3 separate regions of the Mus musculus genome follow, and all the other regions are linked to region 3. Evidence: chromatin contacts called from public promoter capture Hi-C data. All regions are on one chromosome and are shown on one strand. The core of a region is the stretch at or near the end of the contact, and the rest is flanking DNA. Distances in the headings are between cores, read along the strand shown. Region 1 holds the start of Prpf8 (pre-mRNA processing factor 8). Region 2 holds the start of Rilp (Rab interacting lysosomal protein). Region 3 holds the start of Crk (v-crk avian sarcoma virus CT10 oncogene homolog).

The links. Capture Hi-C pulls out chosen DNA fragments and counts their contacts.
Region 1: a promoter capture Hi-C map of adipose tissue shows a contact between it and region 3. The contact joins the promoter of Prpf8 here to the promoter of Crk in region 3. A contact is called at or near these places in 7 of 39 promoter capture datasets (the 3T3-L1 cell line, the C10 cell line, the HPC-7 cell line and 3 more), 2 of 484 Hi-C or Micro-C datasets (CD8 T cells and natural killer cells), 3 of 115 datasets of contacts at active chromatin or transcription factors (effector CD8 T cells, extraembryonic endoderm stem cells and pancreatic cancer cells) and 3 of 9 other capture datasets (adipose tissue, liver and pancreatic islet).
Region 2: a contact with region 3 is called in a promoter capture Hi-C map of adipose tissue. The contact joins the promoter of Rilp here to the promoter of Crk in region 3. A contact is called at or near these places in 8 of 39 promoter capture datasets (3T3-L1-derived adipocytes, embryonic stem cells, hippocampal neurons and 3 more), 6 of 484 Hi-C or Micro-C datasets (CD4 T cells, embryonic stem cells, group 2 innate lymphoid cells and 2 more), 6 of 115 datasets of contacts at active chromatin or transcription factors (bone marrow-derived macrophages, embryonic stem cells, epiblast stem cells and 3 more) and 4 of 9 other capture datasets (adipose tissue, liver, macrophages and 1 more).

The regions. Positions count from the first base shown.
Region 1 is chr11:75,484,681-75,488,672 of GRCm38.p6, forward strand. Prpf8 (pre-mRNA processing factor 8) reads left to right here and starts at 2,097. Exons shown (of 42, transcript NM_138659.2): 1 at 2,097-2,511; 2 at 2,945-3,113. The coding sequence starts at 2,412.
Region 2 is chr11:75,508,239-75,512,124 of GRCm38.p6, forward strand. It overlaps Rilp (Rab interacting lysosomal protein), which reads left to right and starts at 1,856. Exons shown (of 8, transcript NM_001029938.2): 1 at 1,856-2,134; 2 at 2,206-2,299; 3 at 2,394-2,500; 4 at 2,584-2,769; 5 at 3,051-3,196; 6 at 3,542-3,664. The coding sequence starts at 1,910. It overlaps Prpf8 (pre-mRNA processing factor 8), which reads left to right. Exons shown (of 42, transcript NM_138659.2): 39 at 36-176; 40 at 283-422; 41 at 529-731; 42 at 897-1,209. The coding sequence ends at 1,051.
Region 3 is chr11:75,677,485-75,681,544 of GRCm38.p6, forward strand. Crk (v-crk avian sarcoma virus CT10 oncogene homolog) reads left to right here and starts at 1,775. Exons shown (of 3, transcript NM_133656.5): 1 at 1,775-2,180. The coding sequence starts at 1,940.

The DNA.
Region 1 (3,992 bases), core at 847-3,346, 190 kb before region 3:
CCCCAGTGTTGAAAAATACTCTTTCCACAGGTTATGTTAGGAGACTGGAGTCTGCTCAGTCGGGGAGGGAGCCTGGGTCAAGTTCTGAGCTCAATTCCTTTTCTTTCTTTCTTTCTCTCTTTCTTTCTTTCTTTCTCTCTTTCTTTCTTTCTTTCTTTCTTTCTTTCTTTCTTTCTTTCTTTCTTTCTTTTAAGACAGGGTTTCTTTGTATACCCTGGCTGTCCTGGAACTCACTTTGTAGCTGGCCTGGAATTCAGAAATCTGCCTGCCTCTGCCTCCCAAGTGCTGGGATTAAAGGTGTGCACCACCACTGCCCAGCCCTGGGCTCAATTCTTAACATTGTGGAGAGAAAAGTATTGTAGCTGTTCTGGCCACCTGGAATTACTTTGTTTCTGATCTTTTGCTGCAGTCAAATCCTTCTCATCCATCTTTCCTCGTCAGGCTATAATATAGACTCTCCTTGCAATACTTGGAAATGCTCTACAGTCAGCTACATCCTCAGTCCTGCTCCTATATTTTTTCCTAAGCTTCCTTCTAAGGTCTTTATTGGTTTATGATTTACACAGAACATTTTTTTTTCTTGTCTATAGCATGCGTTAGAGTGATCGTTGCCAGATAGAGGAAAGAGAAATGAGAGAAGAAGGTCGTTACCAGTGAAATTCCCCAGAGACATTTCTAAGTTTTCTAGGTTATCTCCTTTCCATCTCCCAAAGAAGCACGATTATTTGTTTTGATACAGTCTCTCTCTAGATCCTTGGCTGTGCTGTACTGGAACTTGCTATGTAGATTTGGCTGGCCTTGAAAACACAGAGATCACCTGCCTCTGCCTCTCAAGTTCTGGGATTACCATCATGGCTGGCAGGGTTTTTATTTTTATTCTTCAGTTAATTTTGTTGCTTGAAGCTCCAGGCATTAAATCTAGTACGTTACTTCTAATAATCAAGCATTAAGCTCAAAATCTGGCGCCCTGAAGTCAGATTACCATGCTATGCTTGCCAGTGCTCATCATGCTGTGTTACAAGAATCTTTAGGCGTTGGGAGAGACAGCTTAGGGGTTAAAAAGATTTACTGCTTTTGCAGGGGACCCAGGTTCCCAGCACCCAAGTGGTAGATCATACCTATCTCCATTCCAGGGGAGCTAATGTCTTCTTTTAATCTCCCTGGGTACCAGGCATGTCCGTGGTGGGCAGACATACATGAAGGCAAAACATTAATGATTCTTTGTTTTGTTTTGTTTTGTTTTGTTTTTGAGGTTTGGTAAACACTATATAGCCGAGGAAGAATTTGAATGTCTTTTTGAAAAAAAAATATTTTATGTATATGGGTTGTTTGGGTTGCATGTATGTATGTGCACCATGTGTGTTCTGTATCTACAGAGGGCAGAAGAGGGTTTTCAGATCCCCCTAGAATCAGAGTTTCGGACAGTCGTGAGGCACCATGTGCTGGGGATCACACCAGGTTCTCTAGAAGAACAGCTAAAGCTCTTAATCGTTTAGTCCTCTTTCCAGGACCAGACTTTGAATTTATGACTATTCTGCCTTTAACCTCCCGCCCCTCCACCCCCACCCCCCACCCCCCACCAGTGCTGAGATCCTACAGGTCTATGCATTGCCAGAAATGGAATGAACCAAGGGCCTCCTGTACAAACTGAAGTACATTCCCATCCCAGATCATCATACATTTTTGCCAGCCTTCCTTCTGCCTTGGATGGTCCAAGAGTTATTTGACTCTTTGGTACATAGTTACCACTATTAACAGTAATGTAATGAAGGAATAGAAGAACAAAGGATTCATTGAGTAGGAGTTAGTACTACATATCAGCTCTGAATTCATGAGAATAAATATAGGGGAAATGTGCAACGTACGCAAACTTATTAAAATTGTATGGCTTTGGCTTTTGAGGAACAATATCAATAGCCAATTAAATGTCAGATCTATTAGAGAGGGCTCCTAAACTGACTGGCAGAAGGCGGGGCGTGAGCCTACCCTGACCACACCCCTCGCCCTGAAATCCGCTTTTAGACCCGCCTCTCCGGCTCGGGCTGCAACGTCAATTGGAGATGTCGCTAATCCATCAGAGCATCTCGGCGTCTATTGGATGAGCTTCTGAGCCTGGTTGCGCACTTCCTGGAGTTGGGAACGCGGAGCGGACGTCGTCTTTCCGCCATTGCTCTGCGAGCCTAGCCGCTACCTGAGTGAGGGGCGACAGGTGGGTGGTGGGCGTCTGAGGCTGAGCGCAAGGTAATCGAGTGGGCCGAGCGGCCCGAGGAGCTGCGCCAGGCCCGGGTCCCGAGCGCTCAGCCCGGCTAGAGTGCAGGCCAGGGGGCTCCGGACGTGTTCCATCTGCCCCTTGTGGGCCCGGGCCTAGCTCATTAGTTTTGGCCTGCCTCTCTATCCCAGATTCTCCCGGCATGGCCGGAGTGTTTCCTTACCGAGGGCCGGGTAACCCGGTGCCCGGCCCTCTAGCCCCGCTGCCGGATTATATGTCAGAGGAGAAGCTGCAGGAGAAAGGTGAGAGGCGAACGGGAACGGCGTGCGCGGGCTCGAACGTGTAGGCGGGTTTCATTTCTTCCCTCCATAGGCAGGTCATCAGGGGTGTGCTTATTAGCAGTATTTACATTTTTAAAAATTGAGTCCAATCATTGAAAGTTTGGAAGTGCCTGTTATTTTGCAGGAGCTTATTGTGTACGTGTGTGTGTGTAAAATGCATCAATGACGATAAAACCTGTTTCCTTATAGGGTTTGCATTACTATGTAGGAATTAGACAACAACCCTCCCCAAAACATCTATAGCAAAAATATCAGGTGGTTTGGGGTAGTAAAATGGCAGGATACTTGGCAGTGAGTATTTCTCTTCACAGCATGCCGAGGGTTGCCCCAGGGCAAGAGTTAGGGATAATTAGGGTAAATGTGTGCAGCCCTTTAAGCTGAGGTGCTTTTCTAGCTCGAAAATGGCAGCAGTTGCAGGCCAAGCGATATGCAGAGAAGCGGAAATTTGGGTTTGTGGATGCTCAGAAGGAAGACATGCCACCAGAACATGTCAGGAAGATCATTCGAGACCATGGAGACATGACCAACAGGAAGTTCCGTCATGACAAAAGGGTCTATTTGGGGTGAGTAACATCCCAGGATAATATCATATGGAGTTTGACTTCTTTCCTTCCTCTGCCCCTTCATTGACAGTGCTGGATAGAGGGACTAGCATTTGGAATGTGACTTTTTAACTGAGACAGTTTCCCTGTGTGGGCATTTTTGCCCTGGATTTAGCTCTGTAGACCGGGCTGCCCTTTAACCGATAGGGATCCCCATGCCTCTGCCTCCAAAGAGCTGGGATTGAAGGCAGATGTCACCGTGTCCAGCATGGAACATGGCTCTAGGCTGTACATAGGATGACTGTAGGAGTAAGGCTAGGACCACTGGGATTCTGTGATAGTTTCCAGATCGTCTACCTATGCCATTGATTGTTTTGCTTTGCCCTGCTGGTGTTGTTGTAAAATGTCTGGTATTGTGGAACTGTTTGAAGCTCAAATTAAGACACTAGGCATTCTGGATGCCTCTTTGGTCACTATCATTCAGAGGTTTAGGATAGTTCATTCCTGGGGTCGCTCTTTTACTGTTAATTCTTCCACCTCAAGCTGCAGAGATTCTTAACATTCCATTTGGATACAAAAATTTGGCCTGTTAATTAATTGATGTGGGGGAAGCCTTGGAAGTTTTTTTGTTTTGTTTTGTTTTTGTTTTTTTTCCTTTTTAAAGATTTATTTAATTCATTTATATGAGTGTACTGTAGATGTCTTCAGACACACCAGAAGAGGGCATCAGATCCCATCACAAATGGTTGTAAGCCACCATGTGGGTGCTGGGAATTGAACTCAGGACCTTTGGAAGAGCAATCAGTGCTCTTAACTGCTGAGCCATCTTTCTAGCCCCACCTTGAGAGTTTTATTGCAAAAAATAATTTCTTAGCCAAAAAATAATTTCTTAGCCAGGCA
Region 2 (3,886 bases), core at 606-3,105, 170 kb before region 3:
TTGGTACTAAGAATACCTTCTGATCTCATCTCTAGATTGCAGGATACCTGTATGGGGTGAGCCCTCCAGATAACCCTCAGGTGAAGGAGATCCGTTGTATTGTGATGGTGCCGCAGTGGGGCACGCACCAGACTGTGCACCTGCCCAGCCAGCTGCCCCAGCATGAGTACCTCAAGGTTAGTGGTGGTGGAGCCTGGGAGTGCACTCACTGTCGTGCTACCCTAATGGGGGACATTTGTCTGCAGATGGGTTGAACATCTCTTTATTGCTGTTTGCCTACAGGAGATGGAACCCTTAGGTTGGATCCACACTCAGCCCAATGAATCCCCCCAGCTATCACCCCAAGATGTCACCACTCATGCCAAAATCATGGCTGACAACCCATCTTGGGATGGGGAGAAGACTATTATCATCACGTGCAGGTTGGTGTGGGCCTCTTGGGTGGAAATATTATAGAGCAGGCATTGCAGGCCAGGACCTGGATTGGTGGCTTGAGCGCTTACCCTGTCCCTGTCCCCCCCACCCCAGCTTCACACCAGGCTCCTGCACACTGACAGCCTACAAGCTGACACCCAGTGGGTATGAGTGGGGCCGGCAGAACACAGACAAAGGCAACAACCCCAAAGGCTACCTACCCTCGCACTACGAGAGGGTTCAGATGCTCCTGTCTGACCGATTCCTCGGCTTCTTCATGGTCCCCGCCCAGTCCTCCTGGAACTACAACTTTATGGGTACGTGGTTGTGTGTGCCTAGGAAGTGTGGGGTAGAGACAGGTGACCAGCATGCTTGGTCATCTTGTCATCTTGAGGTCTGGCTGCCTTGGAAACGGTCCAGGGGCCCAGGCTGGGTGAGGCAGGCAGAACCTTATTAACTTCTGATGTTTCCCCTCCCATTAGGTGTTCGACATGATCCCAACATGAAATACGAGCTGCAGCTGGCAAACCCCAAGGAATTCTACCATGAGGTCCACAGGCCCTCCCACTTCCTCAACTTCGCCCTTCTGCAGGAGGGTGAGGTCTACTCTGCAGACAGAGAGGACCTCTATGCCTAGTTACTTCCTTCTGCTTCAGATCCCCAAAGCCTGGAGCCTCTTGAACGCCCTCCCCAGACAAGCTGCTGACATTCAGCAGTCAGCCCCTTTGCGTTCTGTGCTTGTGTTGTTGATAGATTGTAATCCTGAACAAAATGTAATAAATTTTATAAATAGTGCTTTTGTTTTCTTGCTGTTATGAGGTCAAATTCTGGGCATAGGCGTTTGAGGATTGGGGACTAGCTTGGGCAGTTGACAGCAAGGTACTGGGCCCTGCCTTCAGAGCCTTGAGGCCTTCTCCGCTGGAGGCTTAGAGGCTCCCTAGACTCAGGGAGCTGAGTTGGGGCTGGCTTATTACTTTGAGCATATTTGCTGGTTTCTCTGTAAAAGTACTTGGAGTCTACCTATTTTCAACATCACTTCTTGGACTGTGTGGTCCTCCTATAGCTGTAGTGCCCGGTCTCGTTCATTTTTGTAAACTGTGTGGTTCCTAGTGGGGGAACATACTTAAGTGACTGTCCCTGCAGTCCAGTAGAGGCTGTTTGCTGACCTTCAGTCTTTCACCTCTTGGCAGCCAAGTCCAGGGGTGGAGCCCGGGTCAGGCGCTATGGGGAGGGCTTGCCTGAAGTGACCACTTACAGCTCTAGTCCTCAACTCTTGGATACCTGCCTGGAAGTTGGCCGACCTGTATCCAGTGACCTTGTAGGGCACAGGGAGCCCAGAGCACTCTCCCACTCCAGGGCCTTTTTCCCTATTTGTTCCTCCCGGGTTGCTTCTACCCCGCCCCTTATGGCCCTAAACTTCCTGGGCCGGAACTGTTAAGCTTTTTCCTGCACCAGTTAAGGGTGTGGGTGGCTTTTGACCTTAAGAGAGGAAAAAATGGAGCCCAGGAGGGCAGCGCCCAGGCTACCCAGTCAGGCCTCTTCTTCAGTGGGCGCAGGGTCAGCCGCCGAGCTCGTGTACCATCTAGCGGGGGCTCTGGGCACTGAGCTACAGGGGCTGGCACGCCGCTTCGGACCCGACGCGGCGGCTGGGCTGGTGCCACTAGTCGTGCGGGCGCTGGAGCTCTTGGAAAAGGCCGCCGTGGGGCCGGCTCCGGACTCGGTGAGTCACCGGCTCCTCCTTTTACCCCTGAGAGCCGGCAGGCCTAACCCTGAGACCCCTGGCTCCCCCAGCTGCAGGTGTCCGCACAGCAGGCAGAAGTGGAGCTGCGGCGGCTGCGCGAGGAGAACCAACGCCTCCGCCAGGAGCTAGGCTCCGGGCCGCAGGGTGAGTGAGGGTCCCACCGGAGCAGAGCGAGCTGGGGGCAGCCGGGGCCTGCGTACCCCAGAGATCGGTAGTGCTAAAGACACCCCTTCCTCAGAGGAGCGCGCGCTGCTCCGACAGCTCAAGGAGGTGACAGACAGACAGCGGGATGAGCTTCGGGCACACAACCGAGATCTGCAGCGCCGAAGCCAAGAGACCGAAGCGGTGAGGGCGGGGCCAGGCGGAGTGGGGTGGGGCCGCTACGGCCCTCGGAGCCCCGCCCCTAGCTCTCTCGCTCCACCCCCTAGCTGCAGGAACAGCTACAGCGCCTCCTGCTGATCAACTCTGAGCTGCGGCACAAGCTGGCTGCAGTGCAGACCCAGTTGAGGGCCGCCCAGGACCGGGAGAGGGAGCGCCAGATAGCTCAGGATGGCTCCAGCCAGCTGGCTAAAGAACAGAGCTTGGAACCTGATGCGGCAACCTCAGATGACCCGGTAAGAGACGGAGCGAAGTCAAAATACATCCCAGAGCTCACAGCATTCAGCAGTTGATGACCCAGCCTGGGTTTACCTGGCATGGATGTACCATGCAGTATAGAAGGTACCCAGGAAGTTGGAAGGTAGCAACAGCAGTTGTGTGCTATGTACACCTATGTAGCAGCAACTTTGTCCTCTAAGTTTTCCCAGCAGACACTTCCCATAATATTATTGTGAGCGCTGGGACTTAGGGAAGAGCTAAGACAGACTGCTCTCTGACCATTCCTGACCTTGTACAGGTGGATACTCAGAAGCAGCCAGGGAACCTTCCAGAAGCTGTCCAGTGTGGATTCAGCAGGGAAGAGCTTAAGCAAATCCTTCAGGAGCGGAATGAGCTCAAAGCCAACGTGTTCTTGCTCAAGGAGGAGTTGGCGTACTTCCAGCGGTGAGGGACTGGAAGCCAGGATGCCTGTTCCTGGTCACCCCACCTTATTTTTTGGATCGTTTATAGATCAGCAGTGACAATTGCCAGGGTCCTGCTCAGGCACTGGGAAGAAGTAACTTCCACAGTCCTTGCCCTTCTGGAACCTCACTCAAACAGGGCAGCACCAGGGGTCACCAAACTGAAGCAGCAAGCCTTATCCTTAGGAGGGGCCATCTAAGCTCATTTCAGAGGTGTTGGCGGTATAGAGCTTTCACGGGTTTCCAGGGGAAACAGTGAGCAGAGCTCAGGTACTTGATTGACACCTCCTGTTGGCCTTCCCACTTTCTTCCCTTCCTGCTTCTCTAGAGAGCTGCTCACAGATCACCGTGTTCCTGGGCTTCTGCTTGAAGCCATGAAGGTGGCAGTCAAGAAACAGAGGAGGAAGATCAAGGCCAAGATGTTAGGGACACCTGAAGAAGCAGAGAGCAGGTAAGATCCTGCCTCTGTGCTCACCAAACGAACCCCTTGGCCTGCTGCAGTTCTGCTGTGCCCAGTGATACAACTTAGCTGTGCCTGGCACCTCACTCAGCCTGCTCTCCAGCTGCCGTCCTTTCCTCTGGAATCCACTGCTCCCGCTTGCCCCGGCTGCTATGCCTCCTGCTGAAGAAACTGTCCATGCTACTTCTCCAGACTCATGTTTCCTTCCTTGGC
Region 3 (4,060 bases), core at 525-3,024:
GACCTTCACACCCAGGCCACACATAAATAAGTAAATACATAAGTAAATAAACATAAAAAATAACAGAATATGGAAAACAAAAAGATCCTTGCATAGGGGTGCACACCTGCAACCCCAGCACTCTGGAAGTGAAAGTAGGAGGATCAGAAGTTGAAGGTCATCCACAGCTCTGTAGTGAATTGGAGGCCAGCATATAAGAGTATGCAATAGTAAATGAATGAATATGCCTTCCTGGGGGGGGGGGGCAAAGGCAGACTGGTGTCTGACAGTTTGAGGCCAGGCTAATGTACACAGCAAGTTCTAGGCCACCCAGAACTGCATAGTGGGACCTTGTCTAAACAAACAAACAAACAAACAAACAAACCAAATCTCTCTTTCCTTTTCACTTATCCTGGGAATTGGATTTGTTGTTTCCCAGAGTCTCTTGTAAGGTCTTGCCTTGAAGCTCAGCTGTCCTGAAAAGGGAGAGAGGATAGTCATTTGCCCCAAAGGGCCAGAATTTACACTGGATGGCTTCTGCTGCTAGTTCCTGGTGACTAAGCTAGATCAAGATGAGTCACTGGTAACAAGGAAGGGGCCCTTTTCCCTGCTGTCTCTCCCAGGGCTGGCCCAGACTATGGGTGGGAGCTCTGGAAGGCCGGAGCTATTGACTAGGCTAAGGATAACTTTGGTTTTGTAGTGAGACCGGGTCTCACTATATACAAAACACAGTAGTAACAGCTATGCAATGGTGGCACACACCTTTAATCCCAGCACTGGGAGGCAGAGGCAGGTGGATCTTTGGGTTCGAGGTCAGCCTGGTCTATAAAGTGAATTCCAGGATAGCAAGAGCTATACAGAGAAACCCTTCCCTCCCCCATTTTTTTATTAATTTTTTGAGATAGATGAAGATGATCATGAAGGAAGTAAAAGTAGGAGATACACCTGGCTACAACTGAGAGTTTAAAAAAAAATCTGGCTGGTGGATATGGGAGCCCCAATAGAGAGAACTCCATTTTTTTTTTTTTTTTTTTTTGGCCTGGCTGGGCATTTTGTTTTCTTTGCCTTGAGTACCCTTCCCCACTTCATTTAACATCCTACCATTCACCCTAGGTCATCTTATCTGTGGACCCCTTCCTCTTATTTGTTTTGGTTTTATAATACAGGGCCTCAGACTCACAGGGATCCTCCTGTCTCAACTCCTGAGAGGTTGGGATAACTGTCATGAGTCACTTTACCCAGCCCTTGGGTCTCTCCAGGACTACTTAGTTGATTTCCTTGTGTTTCTGCCCCCCCCCCGCCCCCATAGCAGATGTTGTTTCCTGGTCCCTCCCATAGGTGTGTGAATTCAGTGACTTAAAGCCAGTCTGGGTCAGCACTGCACCTGCGCGGCAAATGCGGTATCTGTGGCTGCTCATAGATAACAAGAACTTCAGCTGACCTCGGGGGAAACCGAAGGAAACACGGGGAAAAGACCAGCAAGTCAGGGAGCTTTGAGGGCGACTATCATCCTCGGACCACATCATCTTTTTTAACTTCAGTCCTTTTCTTGGTGTTGCTACTTGTAGGTTCTGGGAGAAAAGACCGGCCGCTACCAATCTGTCAAACACGGATCAGTCAATTTGTAGGTTGAGGCTCCGCCCCTTAGACCTAGACTCCGCCTCCCCATCCTCCGCGGTTGGGGTCTGGGCCTGGCGGCGACGCCCAGGACGCCGCATGCGCACTGAGGGCCCCAAGGACTCCGTTTCCCTTCTCCCAATGGCGGGCGTCGGTCCCCTTCCCGGCAGCCTCCCTCGGGTAGAGGGCGCGTCATTTCCGGTGGGGAAGGCCCGCGGCCGCCGCCGCCATTTCGGGCGCTGCTGGGAGGCTGACACCGGAGCCGGTCCGCTGGGCGGCGGGCGCCAGGGCTGGAGGGGCGCGCGTGCCGGCGGCGGCCCAGCGTGAAAGCGCGGAGGCGGCCATGGCGGGCAACTTCGACTCGGAGGAGCGGAGTAGCTGGTACTGGGGCCGCCTGAGCCGGCAGGAGGCGGTGGCGCTATTGCAGGGCCAGCGGCACGGGGTGTTCCTGGTGCGGGACTCGAGCACCAGCCCCGGGGACTATGTGCTTAGCGTCTCCGAAAACTCGCGCGTCTCCCACTACATCATCAACAGCAGCGGCCCGCGCCCTCCAGTGCCTCCGTCGCCCGCTCAGCCTCCGCCGGGTGAGGGACAGGCGGGTGGGAGGCCCGGGCGGGGGTGAGGGCCGTAGAACCCTGGTCTGCTGCAGGAGGGACGTGGGCAGAGAGGGCTAGAGTGAACCTGGCGGGGGAGCTGTCTTCTGAGCAAGCTGGTTCCCACCGATGAGCGGGATTGTGGGGGAGGAGGAGCTGCTCACCGAGGCCTCTGGGTGTGCCTTGGGAGCCGGGGAAGGGGAACTGCTGCGGCCCCGGGGTGGGGCTGGGCGCCAGGGTCAGGCCCAAGGGCAGGGCAGGGCTAGGCAACTTGGGGACAATGAGTTAATGGGGATGTTACGGGGACATCATTTGGCAGTGGTACTCAGAATGGCTCTGCTAATCCTACAAGTGGCTTTTAGGCTTGAAACGTTTCCTGCAGTGTTAGAGCCGGGTTTGGCCATACTCCCCTGGTGGCCTTCGGTAGGAAGTCACCACGTACTGACTGGCTGGCTGGGAGGGATGGAGACACCCTCAGGAAGCCGGTCAGCTTTTTCCTTTCTTGGGCATTTTTCCAAAATATCTTTACCGTGCTCTTCCCTTGTGGAAGGTGGTGAACTAAGTGACTTGGTGATAGAAAAAAAATCCTTCTGTGACCAGCCCCGCGTAATTGAAGCCTAGCAGGCAAATTGTGTCCAAGAGGTTTTAAGTGTCCAAAAAAACTGCCCGCTGCAACTAGAGTTTCTAGTTTCAAAGTGATTAGTGGAGGAAGATTTTTTTCCTTTAGAAAACAAACAAACAAACAAACAAACAGGCATAAGCCAGTGAGAACAACCTTGGAAGTGAATGGCACTTCATTCTCCCTGGATTTACTTAAAAAGTGTCAGACACGTACTTCTGGGTCTTTTCTTGCTCTCTAAGTTGGTGTTGTGGTCAAAATCTTCCAGGATATGAGAACAGACCTGGCTAGCAGATAAACACCAAGAATAATTATCCCACTGTTTCCTCGTCAAGGACCATTGAGTTTTAACTGTCTTAGCTGTCTTATTGCAGTTGTCTTGGCAATGTTAAGGGAATTCATGCACTTAGCCCTTGACGTTTATGAGATGAACAGTGATTCTGAGATTTCTGTTGTCTCTGTGTATAACAGCACCAAGCTTCTTGCTTTCTGGATGTTTGAAGTGTAAGCTTTTTCCTTCTAGAGCTGAGCTAGTCTCATGAATGGAGACTCACTGGTTAGCCTTGTAGCAGACTTGCATTTTTGGGATAGCTCTAATTTAGATTTACTCCCTTTGGCCACAAAGTGGGATTCGACGGTTCTTTGTGTTAGCACACAAGTTAAGGGGAAAATTTGAGTATTGAAGTCTTTTTAGTTAACAGATATAGACCTTTCTACGTCTTGTTGTTTTTTTTTTTTTTAAGATTTATTTATTATATGTAAGTACACTGTAGCTGTCTTCAGACACACCAGAAGAGGGTATCAGATCTCATTACAGATGGTTGGAAGCCACCATGTGGTTGCTGGGATTTGAACTCAGGACCTCTGGAAGAGCAGTCAGTGCTCTTAACCATCTCCAGCCCCTTGTTGGTTTGATAATATAAAATCAGATAGGAATATTAATGCAACACAATTGCCCTAAACAAAGTAAATTCTATATTTGTGCTATCTGTAAAATAATCTATTGTTTTGTGCTAAGTGCAATAGTAAGATGAAATAGTAAGATGAAATTCAATTCTCATCCAGATTTCATAGTTCATGCTTCTAATCTTGGCACCTAGGAGGCTGGTGCAAGAAGATTTTTAAAAGTTCCAGGCCATCCTGGGAAACTTAGAAAGACTGCCTCAAAGTAAAAGTTATGTGAAGGGTTGTGACTGGGGATCTAGTTGAGTGGTAGTTTATTTGCCTGGCATTTGGGCAGGCTAGGTTTTAT